4 separate regions of the Mus musculus genome follow, and all the other regions are linked to region 1. The links are chromatin contacts, called in public HiChIP or PLAC-seq and promoter capture Hi-C maps. All regions are on one chromosome and are shown on one strand. The core of a region is the stretch at or near the end of the contact, and the rest is flanking DNA. Distances in the headings are between cores, read along the strand shown.

Region 1 (7,857 bases), core at 3,238-5,737:
GATGACAACCTCTGACCTCTATAGGCATGCACATATATATAGACATAGTCATGCATACACATGCACAAACACACGTACAAAACCTGTTATCATGAGACAGGAAGTCTCAAATAACTGAGGGTTGTCCAGATGGCTCACTGGGTAAAGGCACTAGCCATACAAGCCTGGCAATCTGGGCTAGAGCCCAGAACCCTTGTAAAGGTGTAAGGAGAGAATTGATTCTGCTGACCTGACCACACTCATATGCACACATCAGTCACACACATGTGATTATGCTTTTTTTTTTTTTTGGTCAGGGTTTCTCTGTGTAGCCCTGGCTGTCCTGGAACTCATTCTGTAGACCAGGTGGGCCTTGAATTCAGAGACTGGCCTGCTGTACCTTCTTAGTGCTAGAGTTAAAATATGTGTGTCACTGTGTCTGGCCTTAAATTTTTCAAAATAAATGAAATAGGGGCCTGGAGATGTGCTCAACAGCTAAGAGCATTTGTTCTTGCAGAAGACCTGGGTTCAATTCCAGTACCCACATGGCAGCCCACAACCTCCTATAACTCCAGTTCTAGGGAATTCAAAGCCCTCTTTTGACCTCTGTGGGTACCAGTCATACATTCAGTGTACAAACATTTAAACACTCAGACACATAAAAAATGAATCTAAAAAGAAAATAAATAATATGCATAGAACTTAGGGTCTTCTAGAATTTTGTGAACCATTACAACAATCACTAGCCACATACAGCCAACTTATTTATTGATAAATAAGTCTCATGTGTCCCAGGCTATCCTTGAACCTGTTATGATGCTGAGGGTCCACCTTTGGAATGCTGGGCTAGCAGGTATGCACTTCCAAATCTGGTCTTTTACAGTACTGGGAATCGAACCTAGGGTCTGTGCATGCTAGGCTGGCAATTTACCAAATGAATTGTATCTCCTGCTCTGCGTGTGAAGAAACCATTTTAAATTAATAAGAATTAAGTTGTCTTGAAAAGACAAATAAAAAAAGAATTAAATAAATTTTCCTTCTTTAGTTCACTAGCCATATGTCAGGTGCTCACACACACATGGCTGGTGGCGCTGACAGACAGATAAAGAACCTCTCCATTACTGTGGGAGTCCTGTTGGATAGCCCTAATGTAGAGGTCAACGGTTTGCAACCCTGCTGTGAATCAGAATTAACCATGGAGGTTCAGAAAAATTCAGGTCTCTCTGCTTTACTTCAAGAGATTTTGATTTGAGAGGCCGGAGTGAGGAGCCTCCTGCTGGGGTTTAAACAGAATCTAGATCTCCCTATGCTTCCCTTATGCAACTCAGGTTAACTCTCTAAGGTACTCATGGGGCCCTGAGGCCAGGAGAAGGGGTCTTACCCCCCCCCTTTCCCTAAGCTAGTAAGGGAGGGTCCACGTGCCAATCCACGACCATCAGTTTATGTAGTGTCATTGTGTTTGCCCTGTGATGGAGTTTAGGTTCTGATTTAGAGGCTTAGAAGTTCTTACTCTAATACATATTCTCTCTCTCTCTCTCTCTCTCTCTCTCTCTCTCTCTCTCTCTCTCTCTCTCTTTCTCTCTCTCTTTCTCTCTCCATAGAGGCCAAAGCTGTGCTTGGTTGGGGTGCTAATGCTTCTGAGACTGAGGGGTAGAGTGGGCCGGGGAAGAAAGAATCCACTCACCTCTTTTTCCCCCCAAACAGAATGGCTTAAAGGGAGACTGGGATGAAGCCCACTGCATGGGCTCTTACTTTTCTTCCATGTGCTGTGTGTCGTCACTGCGCATGCTAGGCACTGCAGGGGTGGGGCTGGGGGGCGGGAATGAGATAACCCTTTGTCTTCACAGTGTTCACTGTCTAGTGTATCTAGAGATACAAGCATATACTTTATAGGATAGATCAAGCTGAAAGCATGATGTGAACAGGTCGTTCACACAGCATTCTGGACATTCCTTAGACAGATGGGTGTGTGTACTGATGGGATAGGGCAGCTTAACAATAAGAGAGACTTGGTAACTTCCCTTCTCTGTGGTCAGATGCTTTTCTGCCCTGACTGCCATGGGCTAGGAAACAAGTTGACGGTGTGTGTGTGTGTGTGTGTGCTCAGAAGGATTCAGGCAGGAGCCAAATATTGGGCATATCTCCATGGAAGATGGGAAGTAGGGTTTGCTCTCTGTAAGAAGACCTTGTTCTAGTAGCTACTGGGGTGGACACAGTGTCAGGGAGTGTTATGGTACTAGATGAAAGGCTGGTCTGTAGTCGTAGACTGCCCACTCAGCATGTATAAAGGCCAGGGTTCACTCTTCAGCCCTCTCCAAAACATTTTATTAAAAAAACAAAACAAAACAAAATAAAAAGGTACTGGAGGGGGCTGGAGAGATGGCTCAGTGCTTAAGAGCACTGACTTCTCTTCTGGAGGTCCTGAGTTCAAATCCCAGCAACCACATGGTGGCTCACAACAATCTGCAATGAGACTGGATGCCCTCTTCAGGTGTGTCTGAAGACAGCTACAGTGTAGTTATATATAATAAATAAATAAATCTCTTTTTTTTGTTTGTTTTTGTTTGTTTTTCAAGACAGGGTATCTCTGTGTAGATCTTGGCTCTCCTGGAACTCACTCTGTCGACCAGGCTGGCCTCGAACTCAGAAATCCACCTGCCTCTGCCTCCCAACTGCTGGGATCAAAGGCGTGCGCCACCACTGCCCGGCTAAATAAATAAATCTTAAAAACAAACAAGCAAACAAACAACAACAACAACAACAAATGGTACTGGAAAGGCAGCTTGGTCATAGTTGAGGCCAAGAGCTAGTAGCAGAGTGGGAAAAAGAATAGAGATTAGAGCTTGTGGCCTATCTCAAACCAACTTTCAGCTCTCCTAGTGTTCCTATTTAGAATGCCAGTCCCTCTCCTTCCCTCCGATATTTCCCCAGAGAAGTAAATTCAACTGGAGCATGAGACATTGAGGTTAGACACATGGATCGACTGCCCAGCAATGGCCATCAGATGATGCAGAAATAAGTTGCTTAGGGGGAAACCAATTGCTTTTCTTTTCAGAAGCCTGATTGTCAGCCTGCCTGAACCTACACTTTAGCAGACAAGGTTGAATTAGCCTGTGTGTGAGGATACTTTCTCTTCTCTGATTGGGCCCTCATGCTCTCAGATACAATGCAAGCAGGTCAGCTGCAATAGAATCTCCCCCACCCCCACCCCCCCGTACATTTTGCCTGTTCTTCTGTCCCCACAGCCCCGCTCAGATCCTCAAGTCTCCGGGCCCTGCTCGCAGAAGGGATGGCGGAGAGCCCAGAATGGTCCTCTGCGGGGACCTGTGCCAAGCCAGGTTGCCATTTCCATTTTCATTAATTGAAGTGGCGTAATCCTGATCATCTCAGGTCAACAGTTAACTGTTGCTGGCTGGGAGCCTGTGGAGAACTGCCTATGCAGGACGTGCTCTCCTCCCTAACCTTAACCCTTGACCCTAACCTCCACGGTGCTGACTTCTTAGCTAGCTCCCCACCTCACACACATGGCCAACCTCACCTCTTGGGATTCCAGTTTCTATCCTCTCAGGAAGGCCCTCCTGGTGTCTATCTGCTATCCCGCTTGTTGTAATTGGGACTCAATTTTCTTTCTTTGTTCGGTTTAAAAAACATCCTTACAAATGCAGTTGCCTCTTGAAGCTTCCTGTGCTGTGGTTTGGGAGGACAGTATGTCGCTGAACAAAAGGTTTTGTTTTCCAACCCTGAATAGGCAAAGCAAATAGGTGGTGGTCTGGCTGAGTGTAAGAGTGAACACAGGCTTCCCTTCTTACTCAGCTTTGGGGAGGGTCTCTGCCTTACCCTATGAGGGTCATGCTTTGGCATCCTTTCTGCCCATGCTTGGCAGTGTCGCTTTGTGAGTGTCATTACCCCGGGAGAGGTCAGGTGATGTTTTGTCTTGCAGCATGAGTGTGTTAATACACATTTGTGTACTTCTGTGGTTCTAGGGACCATATTTGTTTGCCATTCTTAATCTTCCAGATGGACACTGGTATAAGTGAGTGTAGCCAATTTTTGCTGCTGCTATGTCTTTGTGCGTCTTCAGGATGTGTGTGTGTGTGTTCGTGCGTAGCCTCTTAGTTTTCAGTCTTCATAGGCTGATGTCTTTCTGAGTGTCCTCTGGCCGGGTTCAGAAGGGAGGGAGAGAAGCGTCGGAGGCAAAGGATTGGGCAGGAGGGGGTGCGTGGCAATCTGTGACTCGGAAAACAGACGTGCAGCGCGTGCGGGGCGGAGGCGGGGGCACTCTGGCCCCCAGCTCCTCCGCAATCCAATTAAATAACATTTAAATGCATAACCAGCCCGCGCGCCGATGAGGCTGGAGATTGGAGCGGGCGCGGCGGCGGGCTGCGCGGGCGGCGTTTTGTGGAGCTCAGCGATTCTGGCGGCAATTTCCCCGCGCCGCGCGGCTTTTACGAGCCCGCTCCCGGCGCCCGCCCGCTCCGCTGAGCCCGCCGCCTCCGCCCGCCTCAGTCTGCCTCCGCCCGCGCAGCCCGGCAGCGTGTGGTCCTGCTGCCCGCGCCGCCCCGCCTGTTCCTCTTCGGAGCTGTCCTGGGCTCCTTACTTCCAAAGCCTACCTACCTTAATCCTTTGGACAGAGCGCCCAGCCCTCAGTGCATTGCTGCTTTTCACCTGCTGGCTGCATCCACCTCTGACCTGGACCCCTTTTGGCCTGTGCAATTCCGCTCTATCTCTGGGTCACTGGCTCTGCACAGCTTGTGTTTCTCTCTGCCTCAGTTTACTCTCTTAGGCCTCCTGTGCCCTTTACCTTGAGCCCTTCCCTTTCCTCTTCAAGCCTACATCCTAGCACCAGAGTAAGAGGCTTGAAGGAGAGGCAGAAGGTGGTGGTAACAAGTGCATGGTTGGAAGAGGTGGCTTCTTCTCTGTATCCTTTCAGCATAGAAAGGACCGGCCTGTTCATTCAGGACCATCAGACGGCTCCTGTCCAGAAGTCCTGAGATTGATAGATGTGGGTCCATCAGCCCTGAGGTTAGTATGAAAGGGGCCACTTGCTGAAGAACCAAGAGCAGCCCCACCCCGAGATCCCTGATCTTCTGAAGACAGAATCCCAGGAAGACAGAAAGCAAGACAAGCCATTTCATGTCTTGTGTGGTACCCGACTCCCCTGTTTCATCTTCCCGTTCCCTCCCTTGCATATCTGTGTTCTGCCCCCCAACATATGGAACCTGGCATTTACCATATGCTGACGACCCAGGCAGATTTAGGGAAGATCTTTCCTGGCAGACAAACAGCAAGGGGAAACCCTCCTGCGAGCAGTCTGGCATGCTGGAGGAATGGCATTGAGGCCGGTATGGCTGGAGCAGGGAAAATAAGGAAGGGAATGAGCTGTGGCTTCTAAGAGGTCACAGAAAGCTAATCACGATCATGTGGGGACTAATGAGTCACAGCTAAACTTGCACTTCCACTCTGAATGGACAGGGAGCCATTGGAGAGTCAGGGCCTGAGAGTGATATGCATACTCCCCTTGACTACTCAATGCTGTCATGTTGAGAATGCAGTGGGAAACAAGGACGTCCAAGAGTGCACTGTAGCAGCAAGGAGAGAGTGGGGCCTGGATGAATGTTGCAGAGTCAGCTCGGGGTGGGGGTGGGGGGTGGTTGCGGTGAGTCAGATGGGAACCGTGGAAGCAGCATCATCAAGGAAAAACTAAGAGGTTTTTGTGTTGTTTTGTTTCCTACCAGTGACCAGAACATGGAACTTGTCATTACCTGGTATCATGGAATACCAAGGAGCTGGCATCAGGAGACATGCTTTGGACACATTTAGTGTGAGATGCCTGCTAAAGATCCAAGTAGAGGAGGCTCATGGGTCTTAGTTTCCTGTGAAGACTAGGCTGGCGATAGAGATTTAGGAGTCCTCAGTGATACTGGGTGTGATCCTTCAGGGGTCCAAAGACAAGAGCACAGATACTTCAATATTGCAACAGAATGGAAAAAAAAAAAAAACTGCTGAGGAGGATTTGGGGGAGAGATGTGGGATGAGGACTCTTGACTTGGCCATTCCTCATTCTGAGCAGCCCTCATTGGTCGTTTTCTATATGGTCCTGGCTTCATTCCCCTGGGAACTCTGCACAACAGCCACTCTGGGCACTTTGTGCCACTCACTGTTGACCAGGGCCTGCAAGATTCCAGATGCTCAGCCTTCTAGACCAGGAAAAACAGATCAATAGGGTCTGAAATCCTGCCTCCTCTTTAAAGCTTTGCCAATAGGGAAACTGAGGCCTTGAGAAACAGTTTGCTTGGGGACTCCTGCCAGCAAGCGACCAAGGCCCCTAGAGCAGAACTGAATGTTCCTTGTGTACCTGCACTGTCACAGGCAGCAGAGGGCTACTGAGCACAAGGCTACACCCATGAGACAGAGGCTCGAAGGAGACAACAGAGGCAGGAGATATTCTCACTCCTCAGAAACTTTCACTAAAGTGTCTTCAGTTCTTTGCTTTCATTCTTGGTGACTTCCCAGTGTGGTCTCTCCTCTCTACCCTAGATCCTTTTTGTCCTACAAACCTTACTCTGACCAGATCTTCTAGAACCAGTCCCAAGATCTTTAGATTGCTGATCCTGTCAGGTGGCTCAGGCCCTGAATGAACCCAACAGCCAGTCATCTTCTTCCTTTCTCCTGAGTTCTTAATACCCAGGCCAGTATGTATTCACATGATTCAGCCCTATTATCAAAATGTAACATAATTCTGAGCTACGGACTTCACTCTCTCCACTTGAAGAATTTCAGGCAAAGCTAGTTTTGTTCATCTATGTTGTTGACTGCTGCAGACTCCTAACTGATCCCCCCCCCCCCCCCTTGCTGGTCCCATTCTGCATGCAGCAATCACTCTCACCCAACCCCTGAGTCTGTGTGTTCCTTACTTTTCTCCCGGTCCTTCAACCAGTCTCAACCAGTTCCTACTGGTCCCCTGTCCTGTGCTTACTCTGTTAGGCGGAGCCTGTCTCCACTGTTTCAGTCTCTGGGTTAAAGGGGGCTGGGAGAGACTGACACGATGTTATCTCTAGGAGATGTGGGAAGCCAGAGTGGCATCCTGGAGGGGGCCCTAATAAAGAGGCCAAAGGGGTATAGCTCAATGATAGAGTTCTTGTCTAGCATGCCTAAGTTCCTGGGTCCCTCTCAACATTGGGGGTGGGGAACACAAGCTTGAGTGTGCCCCTGGAATGGTAGGGCACATTCAGGAGTTTCCACCTTTTGCTCAGACCCCCTGCCCCCCATCTTACTGTTCCTAATGATGTCTGCTTTTTGATCCAAAGGATGAATCTTATCAGCCTCAGGGATGAGAGAGTCTTCAGTTAAATAAGGCCCTGTTCTGTGGAGCTGGGCTTAGACAACTAGGTGAGAATAAACTTGTTCTCTCAGCCTGGCCACCCAGACCTAGGCATCCACAGGTATCTGTCTATTTATTTAATGTGTATGTCTGTGTGCCATGTTCATGTCTGGTACCCATGTCGGCTAGAAGAAGAAAGTATAGGCTCCTCTGGGACTGACGTAACATCATCATGAGCTACCATGTGGGTACTGGGAACCAACGGAGGTTCTCTAAAAGAGCATCCAGTTCTCCTGTCTGCCGAGCCATCTCTCCAGTCCCCCCAGTCATTCATAGTTTTATTCTCCAGTGCCTGGCATCCTTCACTCAGCAGGTGCTTATTCCTTGCTTATCGAATAGGAGCTTTAATAAATGAATGGCTTGGGCACTCTGCCTGTGGGGTCCCTGGTCTGCCTTTCTGGAAGTGTAGGCTATGGCTTTCAACTCCAATCACCTGGGGATTGCAAGCTTTGCATGGGACAGAATGGGTCTGGGGCAGAGTCAAGAGTTTGCTTTTC
Region 2 (7,857 bases), core at 1,848-4,347, 450 kb after region 1:
TGTAAATCTGGAGCCGCTACTGCAGCAGCTTCTGAGCACTGTGAGGACGCTGAAGGGGCTCTCACCTCTTCACCCCCTCTCCCCCTGGGCCGCTATCCCTGTCCAGGACCTGACAACCCGTATAGGTACCCATCTCACCAAAGGATAAGGTGTGAAAGGGAGGCTGTGGTAAATCAAGACACATAGTAGGTGTTCAATAAATGTTACCTAGCTGATTAGAGGATGGATTACCAGCATTGTTAACCACTACCCAACTACCCAGATGCAGTGACCAAAAGAGGGATACTCTTACCAAAATTCCTCAGAATTTTCACATTCTTACCAGCCTTCCATACTTTTGTATGTGCCCAGATAAACCTGATGGGTAGGGCAATGTGTCACTGGACTTCTATTTCAGAGACCCTTCTTAGGCAGCATCAGGTCGTGAAGACAGACCAAGTTCAGGTCTTGATTCTTCTCTTACCTCTTCTTTCCCATCACCCTTCAGTGTAGCTTTTACCACAACCCCCCCCCATCAATGGCCATCACATATTTGGGGGACATTGCAGCATGTAGACAGACTGTACCCACGCAATCAGAAATGAACACTTCTTTATGGTAGTCTCATCCGATGAGTAGAGAGGGCATAAAAGGCTCTAGCGACCCCTGGGCACCTGGAGGCGACTGTCTGCCCATTGCCAGCACACTTTAAGCACACTAACATGGTAGTGGTTATTTGTGCTTCCTTTTTACTGTACTGGGATTGAACAAAGTCATTCATGCAATGCAGGCAAGTGCTCTACCTCTGAGCTACCTCCCAGTCCCGACTACAGCTATTTTGATTTCCATATGTTGAAGGGATGAATTGCTTCCTTGCGGTGCTGGAGGGTCTTGCTGTGAAGGGTTGCAAAGAATTGAAGATTTCTGTGAAGAGGGTTGGGGGTAAGTGGGAGCTGGGGGGGGGGGGCGGGGATGGATAGAGACACGGCCTTTTCCAAAGTAGCAAAATCAAAAGCCAAATGCCCAAACTTCCTATTTCTTCCCAACAGTTCCCAACCCACAGGCTCAGGACTCCTTCCTCTTGTTCTTCCCTACCCGGACATCTCCAAGTCAAGGCACTTTGACAAGAACTCCCATATTCACTCCCATAGAGATGAATCTGGAGAGCTCCAAGGGGTGTGTAGGTCAGGAAAGAGTGAGCCAAAGAAAAGAAGGCCTATCTGCAAGGCCAGCCCCTCCAGGACTTCAAAGACCATTTGGACAGGACATCCTGTTGCCACCTGGGGGGGGGGTGCGGGGGCAGGAGGAGCTGGCTAAAGAAGTGGAGGCATATCCTCTGTGTCCCTCTCACCCCTGTATCTGCGTCCCAGAGAGGGTGAGGATTTGGCGTGAAGGGCAGAGCGTCGGGGGGGATCTCTGGCTCCCGCCTCCCGCAGCCCCCAACCCCAGCTCAGGCTTCAGTCTCTCCTCGTTGTAGCAGAGCGAGAGCAAAGGGACGGGCAGTAAAGATGAGTGATGGCGCGGAGACAAGCAGAAATACACCATCATGAAAATGCTAATGACTCCTTGCTCTCTTTCTTTATGGTTGGAGTAATACAGACTTCAATCATAAAAACAATCTCCCAACATTTTAATGGGCTCCATCATGCCCGCACTTGTCGGTATATTTGAAGAATAAATCACCCTCCCCGCTCGGAATGAATTCGCTGTCAAACTCGGCTCCCTCGGAGAAAATGGATGAGGAAAGAGGATGGAGGCTTTTTTTTTTTTTTTTTTTTTTTTAGGGGAGGGTGTCGTCTCCCCCTCTAACTCCCTCCTAAACTGGATTGTTGTGAGAACTGCCTGGATTTTGAGTAGCAAGCAGGGGACTGTTGGAAGTTGGGAGAGCTGAAGCCATAGAGGGGGTTTTAAGAACAGTGGCTAAGTGAGTGAGGGATTTCACATGGCGAGAAGCCACCCCTGGGGTGGACGAGGAAGAATGATCAGGGGTAGGAATAGTGACAGCATTAAAGCAAAGGGCAAACTCCTGACAGTTCAAGGAGATGCGGAAACTGCCAAAAATCTGTACATCTGCACTACTTCTGCGTTATTGGGTCGAATTCCTCTCAGATTGGGCCCAAGCTGGGGCGCAGTAGAAAAAGAAGGGGGGAAGTTTGAGAGATCTCTTTTGTAGGGTAGAATATCATAGAGCAAGAATAGGTTGGGCTCTGAGCTTGCGGGGGTATTTTCAGCGCAGTAAGCCACAGGTCTGCACCTCTGAAAACTGCCTCAGAGTCCGGGGTAATTCTCATTTCCATACAGGTGGCAGCCAGCCAATGAAAACTTGGGATACGCATACCGCGCACAGCCAATCCCAGTTAAGGATGAGCTGACTTGGCAGGTTTAATTGCATCTTGATTGGTTGAGATGTTGCTAGGCAAAATTTGGGTCCTGGCGATTGATGCGGCCCGAACTGGAGAGGCAGGTGACTACGAAAATATCTAGAAACCTGGATTGACATTTTTTTCTTCCTGAGTTCTTTCAATCGCAAAGGCTTGATAGGGTCAGAATAATAACTGTCCCTTTTCATCTCTGGAGTGGGAGAGCGAAGTATACCTCACTCCCACTCCGCACCACCCCCCCCAAAAAATTCATCATTAAAAACTGGCTACTTTGGAGGGCCTTCTAAATTCTACAGACCCGGCAGGGAACCTCACCTTTTCCTGCCTTAAGCTTATCTTTGAGCCTTTGAATTGTAATTTAGGTCCGACTTTCTCTAATGTGCCAGGAATTGAAGAAATCGTGCCTCACGGGATCCTCTGCTGCTCCTACCTCCTTGTCACTCGGCCAAAACCTGTGAGGGGTCAGAATCTCATCCAAAGGTCTGGAAAGTGGTATTCCCACATCAGCAGCTTCTGAGCCTTCATTTGCATCTGGTTTGCATAAATAAACCGTCCTCCCCTCCCACTCCGGACGAAGCGCTGGGGCTTTCACCCTGCTACAAACGCCTCCACGCCCACCCTGGCGCACCCCCGCCCCGCCTGCAGCGCCCCCTGCCGGCTACAGGGCCTGGCGCGCTGCGGTGATGGCGAGCGGCAGCCTCCAAGGAGGCCGAGGGGGACTGTGGCGGAGGGGCGGAGGCGACCGCCCGGTGCAGCGATCCCGCGGGTCTGGCCGAGACCGTGCGCGAACAATATGCCACCATTTAAGTCTGAACGCGCGCCAGCCGCCGATTGTGATGTTAATTCGGCGATGATTTAGGGGGGCGGGACGGAGCGGGGCCGGCCGCCTCTCTGTCAAAATGCTGTCCGGAGCCTTAATATTTGTAATTGAAGCTGATGAGGACTTCGTTTCTGTTTCTACTGATAAAAAAAAAAAAAAAAAAAGGCAGGGAGGGAAAAAGAGCAACTAAATTATAGGGCTGGGAGAAAAACATGATTAATCAAAGGTTTGAACTGTCGCGGTGCTGGAGACCCAGTAAATCTCGCCGGCCGGGGCGTGTAGAGGCCGGAGGATAAATCTGAGCCCCGTGGAGTTTGCCACCCCTCTCTGTTTGCCTCTCGCGTCGCACGTCAATTAATTCGATAATTGGATTTGAAGAGATGTCAGAAGATTATCCAGGGGAAGTGGGAGGAGCGGTTACCAATGGGAGAACAGAGACGAGAGCCGAGGCCCACGGGGTCAGACTGTAGAGGGACCGGAGAGCCAGGCAGGTCTGTCCGGATCCTTCACCCAGCTCGCCTGTGCTTAGCTCTGCGGCAGACCCTGAAAGGCGGCTGCCTGATGTCAGTGCCCAGCTGCGGCTCGCAGCTCACCTCTGCGGACACTGTCCCCTAGCGCAGTCCCCAAAGCTCTCTGGAAGGCCTGACCTGTGCCACCAGAGCCATGTACCACATGCCTCCTGTCCTGTGTCCTAGATGTCCCAGCGTTAAAGCATCTGCCAGTCCATTTGTATTAGATTTGTATACGAAGTGTCTCTGTTCCCCCAAGCTCCTTTGAAGCCCTGGTTCACCCTATCTGATCGCTGATGTTTTTCTCCACATACTGGGAGTTGCCAAGAAGACAGGGATCAAGACTTCTCTTTGAATCCCCACTCCCACTGGTGGAAATTATTCTTCCCCTTATCCCAAAAGCTCCCCTCCCATACACTTAGAATCTAACTTATAACCAAAGTGTCCTGCTTAAAGAAAATGTCTATAGACACATGCACACCGACCCAGAGCACTAGTCACCAGGCCCCTAGCGGGAGACTGACAAGCCACAGAAATCGGCAACTTCAGGTGACTCCTGAAAAGGCTATACCTGTCTCCTATGAGGAATTAAACTTGTTTCATTACTGGGAAGGAGCACTGCAGGGAGGCCTGAGATGAAATCAGCCTACCACTGGCAGAGGTTAGAGGTGGGAGTGGGGGTGGGAGGTGAGGGGAAGATAAGGGGAAGAGGGATAAAGGGGAGGGGAGAGGAGGGGGGAGGGGAGAGGAAGGGGAGGGGGAGGAGGGGCAGAGGGGAGGAGGGGGGAGAGGGCCACAACTACTGAGACAGAGGGACAGAGAGGTTGATTTTAATTATTCTTTCTCCTCTGGTGTCTGTAGAATTCTATTCAGGGACAGGGTAAGGCGAGGATAGAAGCTTACAAAGGAATACAGAAAATGTTTCTGAAAAGAGAGAGAGAGGGAGAGAGAGAGAGATAGAGAGAAGATGAATTTGGAGCTCAAGAAGGTGGTGAAGGCAAAGCTCACAACGGCTGCCTGGCTAGGCTGTCTGTAGTACAGAAATCCTAGGAGAGCTAGCATCCAGAAGTGGCTACCCTTGACCTTTGAAATTCAAGCAAGGGAGATGTGGGAACAAGATCTGTCAAACAGCAACATGAACAGTATGGCAAAGCCAGGTTTTGTTTGACTGTACCAATTGAAAATACTGGCTGGTGCTGGCCAACTGTGCACAGTGTTCATATAATCATCCTTTGCATAAGTGGGAGGCAATATCCTACCTATAGAGGGACCGTGCAGGGCATCTTTAGACAGCTTTTGTTTCTATGTGGAGGCTCCTCTGGGAAGTTAAAACTCTCCTCTCTCTCTCTCCCTCTCCCTCTCCCTCTCCCTCTCCCTCTCCCTCTCCCTCTCCCTCTCCCTCTCCCTGTCCCTCTCCCTACCCCTACCCCTACCCCTACCCCCCTACCCCTCTCTCTCTCTGCTGTTTCTTGTTACCTGGTTTTAGTTTCCTGAAGTTGTCCATCAGAAAGAAATTGAGCCATCCCATCTTTCAGTCACAACCTCGTTTTGGTTATGTGCTTTCTGAATGAACCTTTGGTGGCAAGAATTCTGTATGCCAGGAAATATTCTCATTTAAACCAGCAACTGAGAGGGGAAGTCACACAATGAAGCCCAGGTCCACCTGAAGTCATCCTGAAGCTCTCTCCATTCTTGCCTCAGGGAAAAATGTATGAAACCTCAGCCTATATATATTGCTCTCAAAGACAGGACATCCATCTTATGAGAGACAACACAGAAGGTGTCCCTGTGTCACTGAGGCATCAAACTTAGGGGATTGTCACTGGTAGAAGGAGGACTGGACCTGAACTCACAGGCGTTAGCTTTAATTCCTGTGTAATTGGGGGGTGGGTATGGGGGCGGAAGACCAGAAAGATGAAGTGATTTCTGTATGTTACATAGTAATGAGTGAATTGCACAGCCCCTTGAAAACCTCCATTCTCCACTATCCTGGTCTATTGAGTAGACAGCATAGTGTAGAATCTGACTTGCTACGTTCCACTCCGCCTCCATTTCCTAGCTTTTTCTGGGTTCCCTCCATGATGTATTGATAACAATAGTGCCTACTTCATCATCTTCCAGATTCGGGTTCATATTGAAAGATGTCTGTATCTGTATCAGAGGCTTTTTCCTCAGTTGTTCATTGAAACATTCGTAAAACGCCTATTTGAAAAGCAGCATGGTTCACCAGTCCATCAAAACTTACACTGAAGACCCATTGTGTGCTCAACATCGTGTGCAGTTATCAAACCATGAGTCCATTACCTCATTAGCTCTGACAGCGGCTCTTTTTATTGTTTGTTTGTTTTGTGTTCTGACACGGGGTCTCTCTATGTAGTCCTGGCTGTGCTGAAACTTGCTATGTAGACCAAGCTAGACTAGAACCCACAGAAACCCTCTTGCCTCTGCTTCCCAGGTGCTGGAATTAAAGGCACTCACCATTATGACCAACCTCAGTCTCATTTTCTTGTGCCCCTGGAACCTAGCTTGGTTCAGGCTCACGGGAACATGTTTATTGAGTGCATAAACACTATAAGAATAAAAGTAGAGCTGGGCAATGGTGGCGCACACCTTTAGTCCCAGCACTTGGGAAACAGAGGCAGGCAGATTTCTGAGTTCGAGGCCGGCCTGGTCTACAGAGTGAGTTCCAGGACAGCCAGGGCTACACAGAGAAACCCTGTCTCAAAGAACAAAAAAAACAAAACAAAAAAAACAAAACAAAAAGAATAAAAGTAGAAAAGAATTAGAAATACAGTTCTTGGGGGCTGGAGAGATGGCTCATCAGTTAAGAGCACTGACTGCTCTTCCAGAGGTCCTGAGTTCAATTCCCAGCAACCACATGGTGACTCACAATCATCTGTAATGGGATCCGATGCCCTCTTCTGGTGTGTCTGAAGACAGCTGAAGACAGCTACAGCATGTACTCACAAATAAAATAAATCAATCTTTAAAAAAAAAAGAAAAGAAAGAAATATAGTTCCCTCCTTTTTCTTTTTTAAAATATTTATTTATTATTATACATAAGTACACTGTAGCTGACATCAGACGCTCTAGAAGAAGGCATCAGATCTCATTGCGGGTGGTTGTGAGCCACCATGTGGTTGCTAGGATTTGAACTCAGGACCTCTGGAAGAGCAGTCAGTGCTCTTAACCGCTGAGCCATCTCGCCAGCCCTCCACCTTTTTCTTAAAGATTTATGTATTTATTTATTTTGTATGCCACAGTGCTTTGCCTGTATGTATGATGTGTGTCACATCAGTGCCTGGTGTCCATAGAAGCCAGAAGTGGGCATCAGATCCCCTAAAACTGGAGTCACAGATGGTTGTGAACTGCCAAGTGCCTGCTAGGAACAAAGACTGGGTCCTCTGCAAAAGCAGCAAGAGCTTTGAACAACTAAGCCATCTCTCCTGGTCCCCCTTTTATTATGCATGTATTTTTACTTATTATTTATTTTAAATAAACTTTATTATAAAAACTTACATATAAATGACATCATACTGAAATTAACCAGACCCAAAGTCTATATATCCATTTTTGCTTGTTTGTTTAAGGTTGCAGTCTGGCTGTTTTTCGAGCTGTCCTTGAACTCCCAGACTCAACAGACCTTCCTCAACTTTCTGGTTACCTGGAACTAGAGATATGCTGCCTTTAATAGACTTAAACTCACACTGTGGATTTATACACATAAAAAGAAAGAATAGGGGGCTGGAGAGATGGCTCAGTGGTTAAGAGCACTGACTGCTCTTCCAGAGGACCTGAGTTCAATTCCCAGCAACCACATGGTGGCTCTCAACCATCTAAAATGGGATCTGATGCCCTCTCCTGGTGTGTCTGAAGACAGCTATAGTGCACTCACATATATAAAATAAATAAATCTTTAAAAAAAAGAAAAGAAAAAATAATGGAAGATACTAAACACATTTATACCATATTAAGTAGATGTGGTCTGGGGTCACAGCCTAGTGGTAAAGTATTTGCCTGACATGCCTAAGATCCTGGGCTCGATATCCAGAATTGCCCAAAGCACACAAACATATTCAGAAAATATGTTCAGCATGAAGAGTTGGCTCAGCACTGAAAAACACTTACAGAGAACCTGGTTCAATTCCCAGCAACCACATGTAGACTC
Region 3 (7,857 bases), core at 3,554-6,053, 390 kb before region 1:
GACCCCTCTTACAGCCACTCTCCCCTGCAGAGAGCCCCAGGAGGAAAGCTGGCATCTGCTCCCCCAGCCACCTACAACAACACACCAGAACCCAGGGGTGCCTTGGCCTCCCTACTCCTGGTAACCTACCCTCATTCTATCCTGTGGCTAGGGAATTTTCCATCATCCCACCTCTAAGTCAAAGTCATTAGATTTAATCATTAACAGGGTTTGTGTTAATTAGTAGGGTAGGATGATCACCCATGCTGATGAGGACACAGCTGGACACTAAGAACAGCTGATCTGACAAGCATGGGGAGAAGCAGAACCTAACTTAAAAGAGTCAGGAATGTCCTCCTGACATCCTCCCTCTGAATTCTGAAAGCATCAATAGCCCCTTCCTCTGTCCTGCTTTGGCAAGCAGGAAATAGATGTAACCCATTTGGGGACTCCATCAGTCCAATCCTTTCTATGTAACAGGATTGCCTGTTGTTAAGCCAGTTTTAACGCTGAGGAAATTGAGAGTTTGAAAAGCTAAGCAACTTATTTAAGGTCACAGACACTAAAGGATGGAGCTAGCATTTGAGCCCAGGTAAACCTTCAAGCTGAAGGGACCTAAGTATGGAGGAAAAAAGCACAGAAGCCCAAGATCATGCTAGCCTCTCTTTCTCTCTCTCTCTCTCTCTCTCTCTCTCTCTCTCTCTCTCTCTCTCTCTCTCTCTCTGTGTGTGTGTGTGTGTGTGTGTGTGTGTGTGTGTCCTAGGAGTTACAACATCTTGTCCCTCTGCTTTTATGACACTCCAGACTGATAGTAGTGGCCACCCACCACCAGCTGGCACTTAGGCTGACTGAAAGAGGTCCAGAGACAGACAGATAGTGAATCTGTTTTGAATTCCACTGTACCTGCAGCTCTTAGTATAGTACCTGGCAGGTATACATCTTTGTTGAAAGGATCAATTCAACCTGTAAGAAGGTTGTGGTTAATCGCTACCTCTTGGTTGGTCTTCTAATGAAGACCATCTGGGCACCCATGTATTTCAGGAAGTCATCTAGGTCATGCTCTGCCATTGGCCTCTAGCTTTCTGCAGCAAGGGCACTGACATGATGCCAGTCCCTAGGTCAAGTGCTTCTGGTCTCTAACCTGAGAATTTGAATGGCTGCTCCTAAGTGTCTTCTACCTCAATCAGTGTTCACCATGGTTAGTGGAACAGTAAAGCACTTTGAAAGAGAATGAGTTGAATGAGCAGTGCCAGCACCATTCCCAAGGGCACCTGAGACAGACTGCCACCAGTGCCTGGCAGAACTGCAGTGACAGGGCTTTTCCACAGGCAAGTGGGCCTTCACAAGCTCCCTCTTGCAGCTCATCACAGAGACCATGCATCCATGCCAATGGGACTTTTGTACCTCCAATAGGTTCTAGAAATATCTCCAGATATCTAATATCTTTAGATGTGGGAAGCCTGCAGAATCACAGTCTCCAGAATGGTACCCACTACTCTTCTCCAACATTCCTACTTCACAGGACTAGATTCTTAACAACTCTGGATTTTTCCAAAAGAGCAAAGTCACTCCATAGGTCAGAAGCCATGGTGAGGATGTTCAGAGTATAGGCCACAAGCTCTGAAGTGGTTCCAAAAGAGGTTCTAGAAAGGTTTAAGAAACAGCAGCACCTAGCATGAGCACATGGCTTCCCAAGAAACCATGCAGATGGGCTTGTTGCTCCTTTGGGGGTGAAAAGCAGCTGCTAGCCTTCCTTCTGCAGAACTGTACAAGCAAGTGTGTACAAACAACTGTGTGGACAAGTGTGCAAGCACCATGCACTCCACCCCCCCCCCAGGAGTGCACTTTGCTGCCTGACCAAGCCAAAGTGTCTGGAAGCTGAAGGCAAGGTCCTTCCCTCTCACCCTGACCCTGTGACTTCCTGGCTGAGGCTTGCTCACCTTAGACCGAACATTAGAACAGGAAGCTATCTGCAGGCTGCCTTGACTCCCAAAAGGGAGCAGAGTGATCCCAGAGCCACCCAGGGCACTGGTAGCAGAGGAAGGTTTTGAACTTGACCTCCCAAATTCCAGCCTAGGTGGCTCCATTTCTCTACAGCACCCTGGTTGACCACCACCACCCCACACACACACACACACACACACACACACACACACAGGCTTAGTTGTGGGGATTGGTGAAATTAACACTGAAGTTAATGGAGCAAGGAGGGTAGATCAGCAAAAACAAGGTGCAGTCCATTAACCTGGAAGACTACAAACAGCAGGGAGAGTGGATCATTAGGTAATGGCATCACCAAGTCACATCCCTATAACTTTAAATATTCATAAGCCATAAGGGTGCCCTAGAGTAGTTATGGCTCTGCCACCTGGGCTGCAGCAGAGGGGTGACCACTTGGCCACTGCTCACATAGACACATTTGAAAAGGGAAAGAAACAGGTTCACTCTTACTCTCCAGGCAGGCACAGGCCTCTGCAACTCTCCAGACCTGTGTATGCAATCCTCTCTGCTTCCCACATGCGTAACAGGTGCTCACAGCTACTCACTCAGCTCAGGGCATAAATAAAGGTCAAAACGACATGCACACACCATCACAGTCACCCCTCCACTTGGCCTGCAAAAGCTGTGCTGGGGCCCATTCCACCTCCCACCTGCCAGTCAGCCCTTTATCCTTGTGCCAGGTAGTTATCTTTCCACGGGCTCTCTTCTCTAACCACCACCTCTCCCAACCCACTATATTCAACCACCACTCCTCTCCAGCTGCTCTCAAGACCCCTCTTTTCATCTCCCCTAAGTATCTCTTGGCCCCCACCTAGCCTGGAACTTTCAGATCAAGGAAAGTCAGAATCTGGGGGGTTGAGAAGGGAATCCCAGGGCTGAAATTTGAGAGAAATAAAGGAACATGGAAGAAATCTAAGCAAACTGGACTACCCCATAATAGTGGAATCTCATAACAGCCCAAATAGAGAAGCCTTCAAGCTGGAATTCTACATGAAACAAGCCAGTATTCCCCCCAGCACTACCTTAGATGTGGCCTGCCTCTGTGTCAGGTCCCTTGCTCCACGGATCCTCAGCTATGAAACATGGAAATTCTAACACTACAAAGAAGATGGGGGCTGAGCTCCTGAATCAGGGGTGGGGACTGTCCCTTCAGGTCATCCAGGCCTGGCCAAGAGGATAGAGAATGTCCCTCTCTAGAAGCACTATGCCCCTAAGTGTATGTGTGGGAGGGAGAAGCAAAGAGAAGGAAAATAATGGCCCAGCCCTAAGACACCGTCTGCCCTGTCTCCCATATTATTGATTCATCACCTCTCCGTGCACATTGCACTGGGATGTGGGTAAACAGACATTGGGATCCAGGGACACTGAACATTTTCCCTACTATCCAAACAGAGCAAAAAGGCTGGGAGAAGCATTCCCAGAGTCCCATTACTTCAACAGCAAATGGAGGAGCAACTGGCTATAGAACCTTCAGGGCTGCTGAGTGGCTGCAACCTGGCCTTGCCCTGGAGAAAGCTGAGCCTGTCTGCTGTGTAAAAGGATCCCTAGGGGAGGAAGGGGGTGAGGGTGGGGCTATTTTTGGAGGGAAGAGGGGAAGGGGCCATGGAAAACACACCAGAGAACTCCAGACTGAGGTTTAAAGCTGCCCCCTAGAGTGGGGGATGACCAAGGCCCCATTCCCCTGGAGCCAAGCTTAAACCTAGATAGACCCTGCCCTCTGTTCAGTTTAAGACTACAAAGAAACTGATCTCCCCGTACTTCCATACCCCCCCTTCAGCACTATAGGCCTTCTCCTTCTCTATCTCAGTTCCACTGTGCCTCCTGAATACATTAGGAACCCTTCCACCTCTCCAGCACCCACCTCTCTCTGTCTAGTGACCCTAACCCTAGTACAGAGCACTTCAGTTCCTATGAATATCCTGTCGCCTTCACTGGTTAGTACCGAGTGGCATGTTGATCCCATACCAACCCAGTAAGTTCTTCTAGTAGTCTAACTTCCATGCCAATAGTCACGACAGAGCAGGGCAGAGCATTTTCATTGTCCTGCCAACAGTGAAAGTGGACACCAGCCATCTGTAAACAGGCCACCCCGGTGGGGTGTCCTCCACTCCCCATCCCCATCCCTGTAATCCCCTTAAAGGCCTTTCACCTACTTTGCAGCTCACAATGTAGCAAGCAGAAAGTGAAATCTATTTCACAAGCAGGATTGGCTTTCACCTCCATGGCTTCTTCTTTACCCTAAATGGCCCTCTCCCCAAGCCCTTGGTCCACTCACACTCCAAAGAGTCTTACTCTGCCGACTCTCTGAGAGCTTCCCCTCTTCTCTCTCTTGTCCAGGAGTGTTCCCTGAACAGTAGCCAAAGCTCGCACCTGCCCTCAAAGTTTTCACATCCACTCTAGTAATTGGCCTCAAGGGGAAGTTCCCTCCCAGTCTAACTTTAATCCCTCCTGCTGTGTACCTAAATCTCCTTTCAATCTTTTCTCTTTGTGAAATCTCCTTTAGATCATAAACATAATCTACCTCTGGAGCTGTGTCCTTTCTTTTTTCCAGACCATGAAACCTGCACCAGCTTGAAGAAGTTCTTGATAAAACCTTTCCACACCCACCCCCTGCCCAGAATTCTAAAATACCTGGATGCCGGCCCGCGGGTGGTCTAGGACAGCGACCAACCGGGGTCTGGATCCTTAGCTTGAGGGGCGGCGACCTGCACAGCCGCCAGCACAGCCACGACGGGGTTAAGGCTCGGGACTGGGGGAGGAGGGGGCCGGGAGGGACGGTGACGAGCCAATCCGCAACAACACAGTCCCCAAGCGGAGCGGGGCGCGCCGAGCCAGGAGCTGCAAGCCGAGCGCCGGGCTGGGGCCAGGGCCGGAGCGCAACAGAGAGGGAGCGCGCCCGCCCCAGCCCGAGGTCCGCCGCTGCCTGACCGGGAGCCATGGAGCCCGACAACAGCCCACGGAAGATCCAGTTTACGGTCCCGCTGCTGGAGCCTCACCTGGACCCGGAGGCGGCGGAGCAGGTACAGGCAGGGCGGGGCAGCAGGACTCGGCGAAGGACTGGGGACCTGGCCGTGAGACTTGAATCCCTGCCTTGCCCCAGCGCGGCACCACACCTCTTCAGGAACGCACTCGCCCAGTTTATGGGGGTCTCCATACCCTCCCCCAACAGCGAGGCCACACCTCGGTCACCAGTATGGGTCCCTGTGGCGGGTGTCTCCAAGAGCATCGTTCACTCCCAGCCCAGCCATAGGGACACGACCCCTCCTCCCTCACTGGCGACCTTACAGCCCCTCACACCCAGTCAACCCCCAGAGTTTCCCGGCTAAGTGGCATTGGTAAGCTGAAGGGTACTGCCGGGAGGATGTTGCGGGCGGGGGGCGGCGAGTGAGCAGAAGAGACAGCTCTCCTCCCCTCCGTGTCATCTGGAGGCTGAGTGTGGCACCCAAAGGGATGAGAACAGCTATGGAGGAGTTTTAGAGCAAGGACGGGGGAGGGTGGAGGGGTCTGCAAGCTGATGTTCCCTTCTGCAAGTCAGAGCACGTGGGACCTGGGTATAACTCTGCCCTATGGAGTAGGGAGTGGGGGTGAGATGCGGGGCGCAGCGCGGCGATCTGGAGCGTCTGGGCCTGGGGTCCAAGCTTAGCCACGAGCAAGCCACCAAGAAAGCTTGGCTCATCGGGTGGGAGTGCAGGGCCCTGGCCCAGCCTCCTGGCCTGGCCTATTTTTAGCTCTGAGCAGCCTGGCAGAGGCGGCAGTGTGTGAGTGAGCAGTGTGTGTCAGCGTCAGTGAGCGTATGGAAGGGGCTACTATCTGCAGCCTGCCTTCTTTTGCATTCCCTGGATTGTGAAGACCATCCCTCCCCAAGAGCATCCAGCTCCCCAGGACTCCTGCCCCCAGCCACTCACTGTCAAGCTCTCCACCTGAAAGAATCAGACCTCTGGGGATGAGCAGGAGAAAAAGGTTTCCACATTGCTAGAGCCGATTCATAGAATTGGGTGTGGATGAAAAGGGACCCAGCAGGTGTACACTTTGAAACTTCTACTTCTCAGATCCAGGGAGGAGCAGGTACCCAGCTTCTCCTCTCCCTACCTGGGGACCAAGGGGCTGGAGAGGGAGTTTGAGACCTCACACACATGAGATGAGGAGAATGAAGACTGTTTCTATGGACTATGCCTATGCCCAGAAACAGCAGATTGGCTCAGACGACTTTTGAAACAGGAAAGCAGGCCCAGAAGTGGAGACTGTGGGAGCCAGAGGTTCTGAGATCTGCCTCCCAATGGCAGACAGGACCTGACACCTGCTTCTGTTTGGTGTCAAAGGGGTTTGAAGGGGCTGGTGAGATGGCTCAGTGGGTTAGAGCACCCGACTGCTCTTCCGAAGGTCCAGAGTTCAAATCCCAGCAACCACATGGTGGCTCACAACCATCCGTAACAAGATCTGACTCCCTCTTCTGGAGTGTCTGAAGACAGCTACAGTGTACTTACATATAATAAATAAATAAATCTAAAAAAAAAAAAAAAAAGGGGGTTTGAAGGAGGGCTGGCCAGCTGGTTTACAGAGCTGGGGACAAGGGAACACAAGAGGGCACATGACAGTGTTGGGGAGTCAAAGTGAGAGAAAAGCTGGGACTCTGTCTGCTCTTTTCTAGTCTTCAGAAATCTGTCTCCTGGCTCTGAAAGTTTGCCCCGGTTCTTCCTGCTGTTACCAAGTATGTAGGCAAAAGCACCAAACATAGCAGGAGCTCCTACCCCAACTTCCATGGGGTGGAAGTGGGAGGGTGAAGAAAAAGTGGGAAGCTAAGTGTACAGCAGAGTGTGGGGACAGCCCTCCTCCACAACCTTCAGATGTCCTTGAGAGCTAGGTTAGGTAGGGGCAGAAACAGAAAAGAGCCATCTCTCTTGGGATCCAGGGAGTCTCCTCCTGCCTCCTGCCTCCTGCCTCCTGCCTCCTGCCTCCTGCCTCCTGCCTCCTGCCTCCTGCCTCCTGCCTCCTGCCTCAACACCACAATTCTCAAAGACTCAGAGTGCTTCAAATCCCTGTCTGGGGTTGGGGGTTGGGGGAGTCTGTTAAGTAAGGTAAGTAAGAGTCTGTCCAACCTCAGAGCCCTGCTGACCTTTGGTCATGGGCTCCTTGGGTTCCCAATACAGGTACTGCATCAAGTCACTGATACCCCTTCCACAGTCTCAGTCACTTCCACTACTCTCCAGTGGCAACCCCACCCCCACCAAAACAGAAAGAAAGTAAGGGATCAAAGGGATGGTCCCACTCCCACATACACGAAGCATCTTGTACCAGGAGCAGCCAGAGACAATTCACATTCAGTATTCACACACACACACACACACACAGAGGTCTGGCTCTGCTGGGACCTTGAAATGTCACTAAAAGCAGATGCCACTAGTTTTCCCTGAAGCAAGAAGTCACTCTGTTCCATACATGCTGTTTCTTTCTTTGGAAAGAGCCCCCTCTCTGGCTCAAACAGTCCTTCCTACTATTCCCACTTTCTAGGTATCTTGTCACCTCCAGCCACCACTGCCAATGCTGATGATGACAAGAGACAAATATGAACAGATCTAAATCTGATCCGTTGCGTCCTCACTGGACCCTGCTTCCCCAGGACTGCTAGCTTTATCTACCCACAGCCCTGAGAGAACAGCAGGAGCTCTACCCATGTGATGCCTCTCTCTTCCAAACCTTCCCCAGAAAAGGAAAAACTACACATCCTAAGAGTCTATAGGATTCAGCAACAATCAGCTTAATAGATAGCAGGACAGGAAGAAAAGCCAGCAGCAGGAGGGGGGCATTCAGTTGGAACTCATGCCACCGGTCTGCTTTATATGATCATTTCCCCTGGGGCTGGCCAGGATTCTACCTCCT
Region 4 (7,857 bases), core at 1,467-3,966, 310 kb before region 1:
AATAGGACCTAAAAGGAGAGAACCAACCTCCAAAAGTTATCCTGTGACCTTCACACCCACTTCCTGGCATACACATGCCTGCAAGTGCACACACAACACACATACATAAATACATTTTTTTTAATTGAGAAAACTATGATTCAGTAAACAGAAGTCAGCCATAATCCATCACCAAATATATTTAATTTTGGTATGTGATATATAACATTCTAAATGCTTAGAGTGGCTGTATTAATACTACCTGATATAAGTTTATATTTTGTTTTCTTTAATTGTTTTTGAAACAGGATTCTGTGTAACCCAGGCTAGCCTAGAACTCAATATGTAGCTGAGGCTGACTTTGAATTTCTGATTCCCTTGCCTCTACCTCCTAGGTGCTGGGACTGTAGATTCGTGCCACTGACCATATCCACTTACATATTTCTTGAAGTAATATGGTAAATAGGGTATTTCATATATCATTTATTAACACTACAACTTAGACATTTTTGAATACTAGTGCCTTTATCCTTTTCTTTCAAGAACCTACAATAAGCAACATAAATGAATACCTACTAAAAAGGCTCAGCCCCTGAAGCCCATGTTAACCCTGGCTACAGAGGACTCACCCGAAATTCCATGACATCCACAAATGACTGGTAATAGTTAGTGAGGAATCTAATTATCTCAGCTTTTTCACGATGCACTGGTCCTAAATGTTGCTGAAAGAAACACAGATCAAACAAGACATGTAAAATTAAAAATAAAATTAAAAAAGCAACTGCTCCAAGTAACTAAAAACTAAGAGTAATATCATTCTTAACCACTGAGCTATCTCTCCAGACAATCATTAGAATTGAAAATTTAAATACCCAGTCATTCTTTAAGGGGTGAACATGCTAGGGTGGGATCAATAGCTCGCCAGCATTCTCCAGTCTCTAAACAGAAATTTTCTATCTGGATTGGATGGCCAGATGTGATTCAAACTACAGTCAGAAGACTAGCTGAAAGGAGATTTTCAGTTTCATTTCAGTGAAGACATTTGCTATATAAATCAATAGGAAAAGAAGCAGAGTATAAAGATACTATGAATAGAGTGAGAGAAATCTAGGGATAACACAGTACAGGAGTATTGTGCTGTATACAGAAGTACAGGATATGCCACTGGATGCATAGCATGCAGCAACAAAGAAGCATAGTGTAGATCAAGTGCTACAGTAAAAGATGTGCCCGGCAAGGTTGGTGGAGATGCTTCTCTGTGTACCAGGTGTCCTCATGAACCTGGCTGGCAAGACTGTGCCCCAGTTCACCATGGGAGGCTCCCATCTGAGCTTACGACCCTCAATGCCTGAAGCCCCGAGTCTGAGTCTAGGAAACTATAGGTGGCTACACTTAAAGACAAGACAAAGTGGAGAGTCTGCAATAATCTGCCATGCAAGAATAATGTTACAGAAAGGAGGAAATGAACCCAAGTTCTCACCGTGCTATTTCGGACATCTATGTTGGGAAACTTCTTGTTGATGTACTTGAGACATGATTCCATGGACTTTTCCAGTAAAAAAGGTGGCTTGGATTTTGAATCTGAACAGGTCTACACATAAAAAAAAGTAATATTAAACTACCGTACTATTTTTCCATTTAGATACAAGCCTTTGGATGCATCATTCACTCCCACTATCTCTTTTGGAAATGGCAGTCTGAAATTTTATTATAAAAGCATGAGGGTAGTTGAAAACCAAGTTCGTTCCAGACAGTGAACTAGTACTCCTAAGAGCTAACAACCTGGCATCTTGTCTTAACTGAGGCTTAGCTCTAACACAGAGAGGAAGCTGCTTCCCCACCCCTCCTCTGAAGCCGGAAGTAGTGAGAAAAGTGGCTGATCATAAGTTGGACTTTATATAAAGCTCTGGGTCCCAAGAGACTTTACAAACGACATGACAGAAACCATATTCCTGGTGCTTTACTACAAAACGCACAAAGGTCCGTTTCCACAAGTTCCTTCTTTCTCTTCCTGGAAAGTCTCACAATTACCCACCTTTATCCTGCCTTCTACAGTCGCTGGCTCACCTTTTGGCATCATCTTTGTCCAGTTTCATAGTTACTCTCCTAAGCACACACACGCAGCATTCACAGCCCCAAACTACCTTAGAAAACACCACTTCCTTAAATGTTTCCCCTTTTAAGGAAATAATTACACACAAACATACACATACACACACAAACACAATTTTTGCCAGAGACACAACTTGAAAACTCAAAAACTAGAGAAACTGACAATAAGTAAACCCCAAATTCTAGACCCCAGACCCTTAATCAAATCACTCACAACACAAATATTCTCTTTCCCACCCAACCCTAAGTCATAGGGGAAAGGTGATGCTCTCAAAAAGGCAAGAATAATACCTAGAAAGGACACGCCTTAAAAAGAAGCCTCCCTCTATCTCCCCAAACTGTGGGAACCATACCGTCTAAGTGGCTGAAAGCCACTTAAAGCAATGGAGAAAAAGATATGGCTTGACTATTGGGCCTGCAGGCCTCCAGGTTCCTGCCATGATTTGCTAGACGGGTCTTCTTGCTTACCTTCTTGATGTTGTACATGCGGATGAGAACTCCCTGTCCTCGGTCATTCAGGATCGTGAGCTTCTCTGCTAATTTAAGCTGATAGGCAGAGGTCAAAGACATGATGGCCACCGAGAGAGAGGACCATCCGGATAACAAGACCCAAATGCCCCAAATATTCTCAGCCTGGCTGGCAACACCCTCTGTGTAAAAGGACCCGCCCTGGTTGGTGCACCGAGCTTCCGGTTGCTTCTGTAATTGGCTCATGGAGGATAGCAGTCACTATGGCTCACAGGCCTTCAGAGCCCTCTTGTGCTTCCTCTTGCACCCTCAGCAGAGGAGACTTCCTCTTTCTGGTTGTGCAGTACTTCAGTAAGAAGTGGGCGGAAGCTGAGGAAGAGAACAGGCTTTCACGGCTCCTCACAATGCAGTACCAACTGTTCTGGCCTTCCCTCTCCCCAAATGTCCCAGACAAAGCACACACCAAACAAATATCTACTACCAGCCCCATTCACCTCTACACTTACCCTTTTAGATCCCGGTCAAGAATGCCTGTTATTTTCTACTGACCCTTAGGCCCCAGCATCCTTTAGGACCCTGGTCTCTTTCTAACTATTCCATTCAATGACATGTTCACTATATTTTATTTATAAACATAAATATATTTATATATAAACATATATATACATACACACACTCTCTCTCTCTCACACACGCACACACACATATATATATATATCACATGGTTGCAAGGGTTGAGAAAGTCTTGTAAACCCCAGGCTATACTCAATCTATCTCCTTATGTAGTTGAAGATAAGCTTGAACCTCTGATCTCCTACTTCTACCTCCAGTGTGCTGGGATTAGCTTCCTTGTTATATTTTTAAGCATATGCTTTCTCTCTCTCCCACCCACATCATATGTTCCTTCCTAATGACAGGTATGATATCTAATATTGATATCCTTTGTAGTATTTAGTACAGTGAATCAGTAAGCATGATCCAGCAGTAGCAGCAGCACTTGGAAACTTGTTAGGTTTGATAAACAATAAAACAAAATATTTTAAAAGAAACTTACTAGACACACAAATTCTTTGACGTCACTCAAGACCTGCTGAACACAAAATCTTTTTTTTTAAGATTAGTTAGTTAGTTAGTTAGTTAGTTAGTTAGTTAGTTAGTTAATGTATGAGTGCATCTGCATATATACTTGCATGCCAGGAAAGGGCACCAGATCATAATATAGATGATTATGAGCCACCATATGGTTTCTGGGAATTGAATTCAGGACCTCTGTTAAGAGTGTCCAGAGCTCTTAACCACTGAGCCATCTCTCCAACCCTCAACCCAAAATCTTAAGGTAGAACAGGCATGTTTTGTTTTTGTTTTTTTGTTTTCAAGGTGTGTGTGTGTGTGTATGTGTGTGTGTGTGTGTGTGTGTGTACACTCAAACACATGACAAAGGAGGACAGAAGAGAACATCAGATACCCTGGAGCTAAAGTTACAGGTGGATGGTGTGAAACTACTAACTTAGGTTCTCTGGAAGTGCATCAAGTACTCAACCACTAAGCCATCTATCTCTCCAGCCCCTAACACATGCTATCCTACAACAAGTTCTCTGGGTGACTCCAGTGTGCCCTCAAGTCTGAGAACAATCCTACTTAGCAATGGTAACAAAGGTATGTTAAAAAAAAAAAATGTATAACAAAACTTTTCCTGGGGAAACACGACACACATGTCTACTCTTCTCCAATATAGGACACCCACAACATTCCAAAGTACAGATACCACCAGAATCCAAGTTAATGAACCATGAGCTTTATTAGGGTTACTTACAGGAATATGGGTGAGGGGTTACTTATAGAAATACAAGAAATGACTCAAGGACAGCTGCTTCACCAACGTCCATCCAAACATGGATAACAGATCACAAAGCTGGGAACCTGGAGAACCCTGCACAGCTTGCTTGCAGCTCAACTGGTTGGAGAGTGTTCTCTCCAAGTGCCTCAGTTGGTCTAAACATCTTCCAGACAATTCAGCTAGTTTCTACTTCTTCCAGACAGCTGGTCTAGTATCAGAGTCTTTGCAGATTGGCACTCACTTCTGAGAAGCACTCTCAGTTTTTATTGCTTATTCTGGAAGAGAGGGGCCTAGTGAATCTAGTCAGTTTCAGGGACTTCCCTAAGTTCTTTTGAGTTGTTTACCTTCCTGGTTAAAGGGCTTCCATACAAGGTGGAATGTAAAAATTTCTAAGAGGAAGCTGTTACACAACAAATTGAGATCAGTTTCAGCTCTCAGAGATTTGGATTGATAACCTATAGTAGGACCTGAATTTCCAGGTACCCAAGGAGGTCTTGGTGCAAATGTCACAGGGAACACATCTGAGAAATACCCATGTTCAAAAACCCCTCTTAGATACAGCAACCATTCAGCAAATCTACTGGTTATAATAACTTATTGAGGGCTAGGGTTATGGTTCGATTGACAGAATTCTGGCCCAACATATATGAAGTTCTAGGCTTGATTCCCAGCACCACATAAAACCAGGCATGGTGGTACGCACTGTAATATTATAAGGATTCAAAAATCGCTGAAGGAAAACCTCCAGACTCAGATAGTATGCAAAGACTGTAGGCACAAAATTTTTGTAGCCTACTTTTAATAAGGGTTCAACCCTTCCTTTAGCTCACCACCCAGCAGAGGTAGTAGAAGAGAAAAGTTATTAGGATATGGGGGAAATGGACTTGTTCAGCAATAGTTCTTTGGTGTATTATCTCAATCTTCTTTGGCAGCAGTTCAGTCCCATAGCAAACACCAAATACATCTCAGCAGCTGCAGACTAATCCTCCAGCCAGGCAGACACCAGGCATGAACCAGAAGCTGTAGTTCAATCCTGAAGAAGCCACTAGTGTCACCAATCAACCTCAGGTGAGGCCACAGAAGTGACAAGCTGCTGCAGGTACTTCTGTGTGAGTTTCTCCCAATAGCATCTTTATCACAAGTTGAACACAATGCTATGTAAGGTAAACCAATACAGGTTGTTAGTGAAGACTAGCAAAGTGGAGCAAACCAAACCAATGCTCAGTGCTCATCTCCCACTGTCTGTGGGATCATATTTATAATCTTTCATCCTGTATTCTTTCACGTGTTTGCTATAACCAAACATCCTTTCACCTGTGTCTGCTTCAAGAAAACATTCTTCCATGTGTCTGCTTTAGCAAGACATCCTTCCACCTGTGTGTCCCAGCAAAGCATTCTTTGACGTAACTACTTTCCAAAGAAACTAGACGTTTCTACTAAGACAAAGAACATTTATTCTGCAGAAATATCCAGTAATGTGGGAATCAACCATTCTCCAAAATGGCAACCCCAGACTAAGGCATGCAAGTCTCTTATAGGGAACCAAGGGGAACTCTCTAGAAGGATTAAGTAATCTAAAATTTAATTGATGGGTGCTAGGGGGTCACGGGTGGTCAGTGGTCTACATTCTTATAACATTAATGATTGACCATAGGATGAAATAGGGCTGCCCAGCACAGATGGCTCATTCTGAGATAAGATATTTCCCCATTTTTGTCATTATCCCCAGGCTATTCTTTGGGAAGGAGTTTGATGATCTTATTCTGGATTTTATGGTCTGTTCCTAAAGCTAATGTCTTGTGGCCTAGTTTCTAGGACTTATGGGTCTGTTCCTGGAGCTGCTGCCTTACAGCCTTTTTTCTAAACCAGGCTTGGTTCTTAAATGGAGACAAATGGGGTTTATGTTGTCCTTGCAATACCAGCATTCAGGAGGGAAAAGCAGAAGAATCAGAAGTTCATGGGAACCTGTTTTGAAAACTCAAAGATATAAAACTAATAATTTATTAAATTATTAAGAATAAATTGATTTTAAAAAGCCCCATGATGAAGATCCAGATTAATCAGTAAGAAAATGTAGAGAGACTTTCTTATATATTGTATGGATGCATCATAGCCTATGCCTATGGCTTAGGCAGGAAATAGAAGGTGGGACATCTGAGAGGAGAAAGAATTCTGGGATAGAGCCAGGTGCAGGAAGATCCAACCAAGAAGATATGAGAAGACATAGTTCCTGAGCACAGGTAACCAGCTACGTGGCAGAATGTAGGTTAAAATAAGTGGGTTAATTTTAGTTAATTCTAGTTAGAAAAGAGTCTGGCTATATGACTAAGGTATTTGTAAATATATTTTGAGTCTGAATCTTATTTTTGGGAGCATGGGGTTGGTAGGAAGAACCAGACATAACTTCCTCAAGGTAAAATCAATAATGATTTTTGAATCTTAGATGTTTGAATAAATCTTAACACTGAGATAAATCTTATATTCCAACTAAGCCTGAGCCCTCTACCTAAAGAAACTTTCAAGTTTCTTTCAAGGCAGAAAGTAAAAGATCCCAGGGAAGTGGTAAGTCTGAGATATCTTTGAATCTACTTCCTTCCCACAGCCTTTTTTTCTACTGTTTAATAATCCCATTTTTTCCATATCAGGAGTTTTCACATGAGCCTAAAATCCTGGGTGGAGGTGGGAGAAAGGAGTTCTGTTTCATATTATATTCCCTCCCCACCTTCAGTGAATATTGCTGGAACCTGGCAACACCAGCTGCAGCTGGTATGGGAAAAAAAACCTACACTTAGATACCAGTCAGAATCAAACTCTTAATGTAGCTCAATGCAATGAGCTGAGCCTTATGACTTATTGTCTAAGAGCCCAGGTAGCTTGAATTTGCATCTCAACTCTGTCAGTTACCATCTAATCCAGTTTATATACCTTTAAATGGGACTACATTGATAGTAATTTGTATCTCATAAAACTATTGTATTATGTTGATTAGTTTATGTAAAGTGATAATATAACTGTTTGCTACATATCAGATCTTTCAGTTTCTATGTGTCTTGCCCCAAACAATATTAATAAGGATACTGAAATATGTGCAAGCCTTTAGGCTATGCTTAATAAGTTGGTTTTCCTCATCCATTAAATGATGATGATTCCTTATACAAGTATGGAAGTGATTAAATGATTTATTATTATTTAGCTCAGGGCCTGGTATATTGGATATGGTATACCAAAAATAAACTAAAATTTTGATTTTTGAGTGTGTAATGAGCTTGTCCTATCACTTTCTATGGCTCCCCATAAAGAAATGGAGCAGACTTAAAGGTGGGGCTTATTGTGGCAACGGGTAGTTTTTAGGGATTTACTGAGATGAGTATACCGTAGCTCTTTTTGTGAAGTGGAAGAACCATTCTAAAAACATTTAATTACCTAAGAGCAAAGCCTAGTAATGGTGGCAGTAACCTAGT

The links. Promoter capture Hi-C pulls out the DNA fragments that hold promoters and counts their contacts. HiChIP or PLAC-seq counts read pairs in DNA pulled down with a chosen protein or histone mark.
Region 2: an H3K4me3 HiChIP or PLAC-seq map of forebrain shows a contact between it and region 1, with 3 times the contacts expected there. The contact joins the enhancer-like site here to the promoter of D930007P13Rik in region 1. A contact is called at or near these places in 7 of 115 datasets of contacts at active chromatin or transcription factors (CD8 T cells, acute myeloid leukemia, embryonic basal ganglia and 4 more).
Region 3: a contact with region 1 is called in a promoter capture Hi-C map of pre-B cells, with 4 times the contacts expected there. The contact joins the promoter of Ppp1r1a here to the promoter of D930007P13Rik in region 1. A contact is called at or near these places in 2 of 39 promoter capture datasets (pre-B cells and stem cell-derived epiblast-like cells).
Region 4: a promoter capture Hi-C map of liver shows a contact between it and region 1, with 2.8 times the contacts expected there. The contact joins the promoter of Nckap1l here to the promoter of D930007P13Rik in region 1. A contact is called at or near these places in 2 of 39 promoter capture datasets (both in liver) and 2 of 9 other capture datasets (liver and pancreatic islet).

The regions. Positions count from the first base shown.
Region 1 is chr15:103,143,458-103,151,314 of GRCm38.p6, reverse strand. It overlaps D930007P13Rik (Riken cDNA D930007P13 gene), which reads left to right and starts at 4,487. Exons shown (of 7, transcript NR_045743.1): 1 at 4,487-5,001; 2 at 5,715-5,800; 3 at 7,287-7,368.
Region 2 is chr15:102,688,296-102,696,152 of GRCm38.p6, reverse strand. No RefSeq gene overlaps it. Among named protein-coding and RNA genes, the nearest start is that of Mir688, 20 kb to the right of the region's middle. Within about 2 kb of position 3,097, at least 128 of the 459 cell types and tissues checked have an H3K27ac peak or open chromatin away from gene starts, as enhancers often do. A contact at or near this core is called in embryonic basal ganglia and forebrain, where this site is marked.
Region 3 is chr15:103,534,938-103,542,794 of GRCm38.p6, reverse strand. Ppp1r1a (protein phosphatase 1, regulatory inhibitor subunit 1A) reads left to right here and starts at 4,803. Exons shown (of 7, transcript NM_021391.3): 1 at 4,803-5,000. The coding sequence starts at 4,917.
Region 4 is chr15:103,448,684-103,456,540 of GRCm38.p6, reverse strand. It overlaps Nckap1l (NCK associated protein 1 like), which reads right to left and starts at 2,716. Exons shown (of 31, transcript NM_153505.4): 1 at 2,560-2,716; 2 at 1,460-1,570; 3 at 609-701. The coding sequence starts at 2,661. Gm52195 (a long non-coding RNA gene) reads right to left here. Exons shown (of 4, transcript XR_003951567.1): 4 at 5,363-5,550. It also overlaps a transcript of Gtsf2 not described here.